Regions from separate parts of the Mus musculus genome. Here region 2 is linked to region 1. Evidence: chromatin contacts called from public promoter capture Hi-C data. All regions are on one chromosome and are shown on one strand. Each heading gives the region's core, a stretch centred on a gene start, on an enhancer-like site or on the middle of the called end of the contact. The rest is flanking DNA. Distances are from core to core; before and after follow the strand shown.

What was found. Promoter capture Hi-C pulls out the DNA fragments that hold promoters and counts their contacts.
Region 2: a promoter capture Hi-C map of embryonic stem cells shows a contact between it and region 1, with 4 times the contacts expected there. The contact joins the promoter of Sphkap here to the promoter of Daw1 in region 1. A contact is called at or near these places in 2 of 39 promoter capture datasets (cranial neural crest and embryonic stem cells) and 1 of 484 Hi-C or Micro-C datasets (cortical neurons).

Annotation. Positions count from the first base shown.
Region 1 is chr1:83,158,428-83,162,567 of GRCm38.p6, reverse strand. Daw1 (dynein assembly factor with WDR repeat domains 1) reads right to left here and starts at 2,813. Exons shown (of 13, transcript NM_001372244.1): 1 at 2,730-2,813. The coding sequence starts at 2,769.
Region 2 is chr1:83,406,628-83,410,584 of GRCm38.p6, reverse strand. It overlaps Sphkap (SPHK1 interactor, AKAP domain containing), which reads left to right and starts at 2,385. Exons shown (of 12, transcript NM_001356547.1): 1 at 2,385-2,605. The coding sequence starts at 2,578.

The sequences.
Region 1 (4,140 bases), core at 1,564-4,063:
TAGCAAAGAGGCCACCAAGTTGTTAACAAAATCCACTTTCGGGTTTCTGGATGGAGTTCAGGTATTTGACTTTATCTCTTCCACTGAGGAGACAGCCCGGTGTGATTAACACTTCTGGATCTCTCGGTGCTTCTCTTCGAGTACAAGGACCTCTGTGTCCCCCAACCTGAGACATAACGAGTGGATTCAGAAACATGGAGGTCAGTGGGGAATCCTAAAATGTACAGACTCCAGAGCACGGTAACAGTGAAAAGAGGAAAGGAGCTAAAGACAGAAAGGAGAAGGTCAGAGGACCTGGCGAAGTTCAAAGCAGCCTTGCACTGAAGGGAAGGGACAACAAAGGTGGCAACTGAAAGGTCAGCAGAAGTGTGAGGTAAGTGCTGTTGGCTGACAACTTGATGTATCCAATCGACTCACCCCAAAGAAAATGTCTAATGTGTTGGGAATTGGCTGCTCAGGCTTCAGAGACTACATTCCTAGCCTGAGCTCCACAGCTGAGGGATGGAAGTGAGGTGATCATTTATCAGACTCTCTCCTAGACAAACACCATCACTAGAAGCAACTTTGGAGGGAGAGGGGGTTGGATTTCTCTGGCTTATGCACCCCTATAACCGTCTGTCAGTGCAGAGAGTCCAGGCAGGAGCTCAAGCAGGAGCAGAGACAGGAGTCAGGGCAGAACACTGCTGACCGGCTTGCTTCGCATGGCTTGCTCAGCCTGCTTTTTTATACAGTCCAAGCAACTGCCCAGGGTTAGCACCAGCCATAATGGCCTAGGTCCTCCCATATCAATCATTAATTAAGAAAAAGACCATGGAATTGCTTATAGGCCAATCTGGTGTGGGGGGACAATTATTAATTGAAATGCCCTCTTACCAGATGACTCTAGCTGTGTCCAGTTAAGGGAGGAAAAAAAAAAAAACCTAACCATCACAGTGTCATGATAAATATAACAAAAGCAAAAAAAAAAAAATGCTATACAGGAAGTCAGTAAGAGATGTGGAAAAGGTAGGTTTCTCTGGGTCAGTTACATTGGCTGAAACAAAGTAAAGAGAAGCTAGGCATTGTGAGGTTTAGGGGAAGCTCTGTCCAGAAGGGAGACAGTGCATGACAGGCCTTCTTGTAAGTTTTAGAAAAATAGGTCAGAGACCTAAACTATAGAGATGGCAGAGAGTAAAGTTCTAGAAGTCGACAGAGCAGCCTGGGCCATTTCTTTCAGACTGTAGATCTTATTCTAAGCCTAACAGGAGCATACTAGGCGATTGTTGGAGGTGTTGGGTTCAGATTCTACTGGCAAACGGTAGATGAGACTCAAAGCCAAGAAAGCACTTGAGCAGACCCTGAAGTTTCCCAACAAGAGACGGACTGGGCTGGAGTGTGTCAGCAAACGGAAAGGATGCTGAGTCGAACTGGGAGGGGAAAGAGGGCTGAACCGAGAGATTCACCAAATGTTTTGGAAGTAGAGCTGATATAATTTATTGATAGATGGAAAAGACTGAGCAGAGAGGAGCAGTAAGTGGTGTCAGGGCGAGTAAAGGATTGTCTGTGTAGCTTCTGAAGAAAATAAATACAAAATGCTGAACCTATGACCTGCTGACAGGGGACAAAGCACAAAAGGAACAAAATCAGGATGGCCTCAAAGAAAGAAATAACAGCCTTGACTATTAGACATTTTGGCTAAAAAATGTTGGCTGCTTTGCTGAGGCAAACGAGACACGTGCCCTGAGATTCCTCAAGTTCACACCCTTAAAACTGTCATGCTGAAACCAGGACAAAGTGAATTCACTTACTCTACTCTGAAATCTCTGCAGTTTCTTTACCCAAATGTTTCATTGAGCCGTTGTAGTCAGCCGTTACCCTGAGCCAAGTTTTAAGGGCTTTGTTGTCAATTACATTTATTCATTTATGTTATGTGTATGTGCACACGCACACATGAGAGCCACAGAACATGTGTGCAGAGGTCAGAAAATAACTTTCCTCACTGCGGCCCTCCCCACCCCACCCCTGACCCTTTTATTTTTAATTTGAGTTTCGAGAAGCTGAGAGTTCTCCTCCTATTTTGTCCTCAACAAGTTGTATTTCAGTTATTCTCTCATGGTGAGCAAACCCCACCCCCCTCCCCAACACATAACTTATGACCACCAGAAAAGCATACCCTACTCTAAAACAGCAGCATTTCGTGGGCTTATTCACAATCACCACGTTGGAATCAAGGATTCTGGCCTTCTTTAAAGGCACATGGCGAGGCGCACAAAGCAGGTTACCTTGGACGTTCATATCATAAACTGATTTCCTACTGCAGCAAACTGGAGAGTGTGACAAAGGTGGCGCGCTCAGTGGAGTATGAGTTTTTCTTTTCATGTGTCCTTCGCTTTAACTTGATCATTAAGACTTTAAAATAACAGTAGATTCATCTCTGTTGTTCCAGAAAACACTGTCCCAGGGTGTCACTGTTCACTACCCCTCGGCCCCTCCCTCCTCAGACTCATAATTTACTAGAAAGCATTTAAAAGTTTAAAGACTTTCTCAAAGAGTCACATAAAGGACTTTAAGGAACAGTGGTCGGCAGCGTATGAAAAGGTGGGTGACCCAGACTGGGGAGCTCTAACTACCTGTCCCAATTGGTCACTGAGACCCGGCTACTCAGAGCCCTTCCTCGAGTCCCCGCCCCCTCCTTCGTCCCAGACCATCCCAGAAAGGGAAGCCAGGGCCCACTCGTGGGAACCCCGTACCTGGTGGGTAATAGCGAAGCAAGAGGCTCTTAAGCTTCATTTTCCTACTTTCCTACCCTGAGGGGCTTCGTAGCCATGGAAACTAACAAACAGCAGTAGGACGCTAAGGCGCGTGCGCAAGTTTTTCTGGGCGGGTACAGGGGAGCCCAGCGGCAGCCCAGAGCTGGGTAAACTCAGCTTGCCGCTCAGCCATAGCTTGCTGTAGCAAGCTATCTGAGGAGCAGCCAGTGTGTCCCAGTTTTGACATTGGTCCACCACATAGAAAAGAGTTAATTCTTTAACTGTTTAAATTTTCTCCAAATCGACTGATTATCTTAGCTTCTTTTAGAGTGTGATAAAAAGAGTAGTTGTGGAAAATAAAATGTTCATACAGTTTTCAATAAAGAGCAAATACAATTATGCAATTTTTTTAAATATCCCAGAAATTTATTTGATGTTCGCTTGAATACATTTTATATAGAAAGATTGTGATTGATTGTTTGTGTTTGGAGCCTCTGGTAAATCTCTGAACCATAAGGGTGCCATTCCAGAGACATGAGCAATGGAAACTGTAAGCCCAATATTAGGACTGCTGTTGAAGATTTGTCTCTGGTCAAATCAAGCCACTCCCTTAGAAAAATACTTGAGGTGTTAGAGCCACTATGTGAAAACAGCTGACATGAAGGAGGGCATTTAGATTCTGGCTTGTTGAATACTTAAATACTTGGAAATAAAAATATTCAGCTTTCAAGTTTCCAATACTGGAAAACTTTCAAGTCTAGGGTTTGCAGCCAGGAAGGGCTGCCTCGTACTCTGTAAATTGGACTGTTTTCCAAAATGTCATCTTCAGCTTTGGCTTCCATTTCTTCTGCATCGTCATCTCCATCCACTTCTGCATCTTCTCTTTCAAGCCGTTCCAGCTGCCTTGCACGTTCAGTCTCATCTGTATCTGTGACCACTTTGGGCTCCATCTGAACACTGAACACTTCCCTCTTTTTTTAATTAGATATTTTCTTTATTTACATTTCAAATGCTATTCTGAAAGTTCCTTATACCTTCCCCGCTCCCTGTTCCCCTACCCACCCACTCCCACTTCTTGGCCCTGGCATTCCCCTGTACTGGGGCATATAAAGTTTGCAAGACCAAGGGGCCTCTCTTCTTAATGATGGCCGACTAGGCCAACTTCTGCTACTATGCAGCTAGAGACACGAGCTCTGGGGGTACTAGTTAGTTCATATTGTTGTTCCACCTATAGGGTTGCAGACCCCTTCATCTCCTTGGGTACTTTCTCTAGCTCCTTCTTTGGAAGCCCTGTGTTCTATCCTATAAATGACTGTGAGCATCCACTTCTGTATTTGCCAGGCACTGGCATAGCCTCACTCGAGACAGCTATATCAGGGTCCTTTCTGCAAAATCTTGCTGGCATATGCAA
Region 2 (3,957 bases), core at 1,136-3,635, 250 kb before region 1:
TGACTTAAGGATTTATTTGTCTCTTGCTACCAGTGAGATTCAAAGCATTCTCCAGCATGTTGTTTTTTCCATGGGTCCCCAGTATCAATGTCAGTTTGGCACTATTGCTATTGCAAGTCAAATACTTTCTTTCCCGAACTGCTCCTTCCGAGACCCATGGCCTTCTTGGTTTGGCATTATTTTACACTGCTTTTCTCTCTGCATCCTTGAGAAAGAAGGTTACATCACCAATTGGTACTTTTCTTACATATTCATTTGGTGCAAAGTAACTTCCAATCAGGCCTGCTTAATAGTTTCTAGGAGATGAAATACACATTGAACTTAAAGTATTTTTTAAAGTTTTCTTTAGATACCCTCCTCTTTGGTCCCTATATTTTGAAGTGTATAGGGGAGAGTTTGCTTGGTCTTTGCTGGTTTGCTGTTTTGCTTTGAAATGAGATCTTGTTCTGCATCTCATGATGAAGCCCATGCTGGCCTGCCACTCATACAGGGGCCTGAGCAAGCCTAAAAATGTAAGCCTGTAGGATGGCTTGCCAGCCAGTGTTTCTTCTGTTCTTGATTTTGCTTCTTCTTTTTTTTTTCCCCATTATGTGATTTCAATTATTTTAAATTTGCATACTGAGTTTGGCTTTCTGCCCCAGGATATTGTTCCAAATCTGAGGATACTCAGGCAAACCTGACCTGCCTTTTCAAATCATTTTACCAAACATTAGATGTCCTCACAGATGTGGAAATTGCTGATACAAGAGACCAACTCTACTTTTATAATACCTGTTTATAAAAATGTGAAGGATTGTTTTAACATCTCTGTCATGTCAGTTCAGGGTTCCTACTAATTGCTTTGTGTGTTTTTATTAGTTATTAGCCTGATACATAATGTCCTCACAAACCTGATGACTTAGGATAATATGTCTGAAGCCTGAGTCTTACTTAATTGCTTTAGCTAGCTTCTTGCAGGTCAAAGCAGGCAGGACAATGCTGCTCTATTACTGCCAGTACATTAGCTTATTAGGCTCCCAGATTACTTCTGAAGGGATAGTGGTCCACACCTCAGCCTTGCTAGGTAGTTCCTTTCTGGTCTAACTGATAGCTCTGTGGCTATGTCTCCAAAGATGTGCACCAAGGCTGCTACATGACCTCATTACTTCTGAGCTTTAGGCCTCCTCTAAATTGCCACCAAGGTTCTCTAAGGGCTATACAGAGCTCAAAATCTCCCCACCTTCTTTGCTCTCATAACATCTATCTGGGTGGTATTGTGGCTGGTTAGGAGAACCCTCTATTGGTGCCAATTTGTGGAGATGTCAATTGCTTCTTCCTGGAAGGGATGAAAGTCCTGATCCATGCTTAGTCTTTCTTGCACAATTGACCCTACGAGTGACTTGCATCCTTCCAGCTCAGGACACTGGAATATGAACTTCCCCCATAGCCTTTGGTGTTACAGTTTAGAGTGGGATTTTCTCCTCTAACATTCAGCCATCATGAAGCAGGTATCTGTGCATTTTCTGCCTGTCTAGGCTGTTTCTGTCATTTGGCTAGAGACCCCCACTACATTCTTTGCATGGTCAGGCCCCTAGTTGTTCTCCTTGCTTCTGCCAGAATTTTTCTATATACAATTCATAATATGGAGAGTCCTAGTTAGACTTGCAAGAAGCAAAAGGGGAAATTTTATTTATCTCATCTTCCCATTCCTGGAAGTCTCAGGGTATTCATTTTTAGTTTGCTTTTCAATTCAAAAAGAAAGGGCACAAGGTTCCATGCCCTCTTTTTAACAGAGAGTTGCTATCATCAGTGTCTTGATTTCTTTCTTTAAAAAAAAAGTCTGTTTCTGCTCAAAGAGATGCTGAGCAGACAATAGAGCATCAGTAAATCTTGCCTTCGGTTCTGAAAGCTGCCTCAGAAGGATGGCCACTGTCGCGAGTTTTTGAAACTTTTATCTCCTCATAGGGTCAAACAGGTGAGAGATGATGGTGTCCCATTTAAGGAAAATGAGTTACATGGAGACAGGAGAGAGTTAAAACAGGACAGAGGCTTAGAAGAAAGCAAAGGAGCTGGATACATTGACACAAGTGACCACGCCTGCACCTCCTGTTTTGTTGTAGAGGACAAATAGAGGGTCTTCAAGGGGATGTGTGTGCCACCAGTAGGGGCAGCGGGAAGCCAGAACTGCCAGAAGTGAGCCTGTAAATGCAGCCAAGTGGATGAACAACTTCAGGGCTGAGACTTGGTGTTCACCAGAGAAAGCAAGGGGCGGGACTGGACTAAGGGGAGGGGAGTGAGCAGGGAGCAACAGCGAAAGGCACAGAAGGCAGTCAGTCCCCCGAGACCTGGGAGGGAGGCGGGAATTAGGCTGAAGGGTCAAGTCCAGCCAGCAGTTTTCAAGATCTGAGCAGACCACAGGAGGCGCCACCAGGACATCTCTGCAGCGCTTGGTGGCCAGGGAGGAGCGAGCATCAATCTCCGCTGCGGGTCTCAGTCACTGCTGCTCCAGCCTGCACGTCTCTGTCCTCGCGCAGGGCGCTCAGGCTTCTTAGCCTTCGCCTGCGCTGTCAGCTTTTCTCTGCCTGCGGTCAACCATGGATGTCAACTCCCGGCTTTCTGTGCAAAGGTAAGACTCGCTTCTCCATATGCCTAATGTGATGTCTCTCAAACTCCGCTGGGCACTAGAGATCATAGGCAAAGTTGCTTTCCACCCTTTGCTCTCCTTAGAGATTCCCACGGAGAAGTCAAGTTCCTGCACGACTGATCCTTGGGATCGGCCCTTGAGAGGTGGGGGTGAGGGGTGGGGGCTTCAATTCTGTTAGCTACCCCACTGGGCGCCCGGCTGGGTGGGGCCTGTGTGCTGGAGCCAGGTGCCTGCCTCTAAGGCTGGGGGAGGGGGGGCTGGGGGCGGGTAGTGGTGGTGAGGTCTCCTCTGCCAGGCGAGGTATCTGGGGAATCGGGCTTTTAGTGTTATATTACCTGGAGCAGTTTTGCGCCTTGACTTGGAATGCGTTCCAAGGTGGAGAACAGAGACCTGAGGGATCAAGACCAAAGCTGATTTACCTCCAGTTCTGTTGACCTTAACCTGGGTTAGTGTTTGGGGCTTTGGAGTGAGCTACAAGGTCTTGTAGGCTTGGGGAGGGGGAGATCTCTTAGATCTCTCACTGGCACTAACCTGAGCCCACCTGTAATCCTGGGCAGAGGAGACCTCTTTGGTCCTTTAGCATCTCTGAAGCGCTAGTTCCACCTAGTGTCTGAGTCCCTTCCCCAGACCGGTAAGTCCAGCCACCTGAAAGACGTGGTTACAATGTTTTGTTGTTTGGTCTTGTGTTTCCTCTCTCTTTCCTCCTGTTCTGCTCTACTCCGGACCCAGCTGGAGAATTCAGTACTCTATGACTTTTGTTCTTCTCCCTAAAAAATATCCGGGTTGAACCGAGTCTATCTCTCAGGTGCCCAACTGAGCAGGTAGCTTTGAGCCCTTTGTGCTCTCTGCCCAGCAGGAAACTGAGCATTCGCAGTTCACACCTAGAGCTCCTAGTACTGTTGAATGCTGCAGCCTGGGCTGCCATGCTGAGATCCCACAGGCCCACCTTTCAACTCCACCGAGGCTCAGGGCTAATCTTTTAGGCTCTTACTTCTTATCTCCCCACCCCAACTCACCCCACCCCAACCAACCCCAAAAAACTAAGGTAGTTTTCAGCTGACACTGTCAAGCACTGAAATAAACAAGTTGAGCTAGAATTCTTGGGTTGCATAGGAACATAGGAAGACCCAATACTCACAGGCTAAGGCTCACAGACAGTAGCCAAGATAGAGGGAGAGCTGGGATAAGGCTGGGGGTACAGCAGGTTACATATTGCCTTTCAAAGGATCAGAGCCTTCCATCTATATCTGCAAGTGTTCGTGTTGTGTGATAGAACTAGTCTCCCCAGCGTCCCATCCATCACCCACCTCTGTAAATCTAGCAAAGGACTTTGA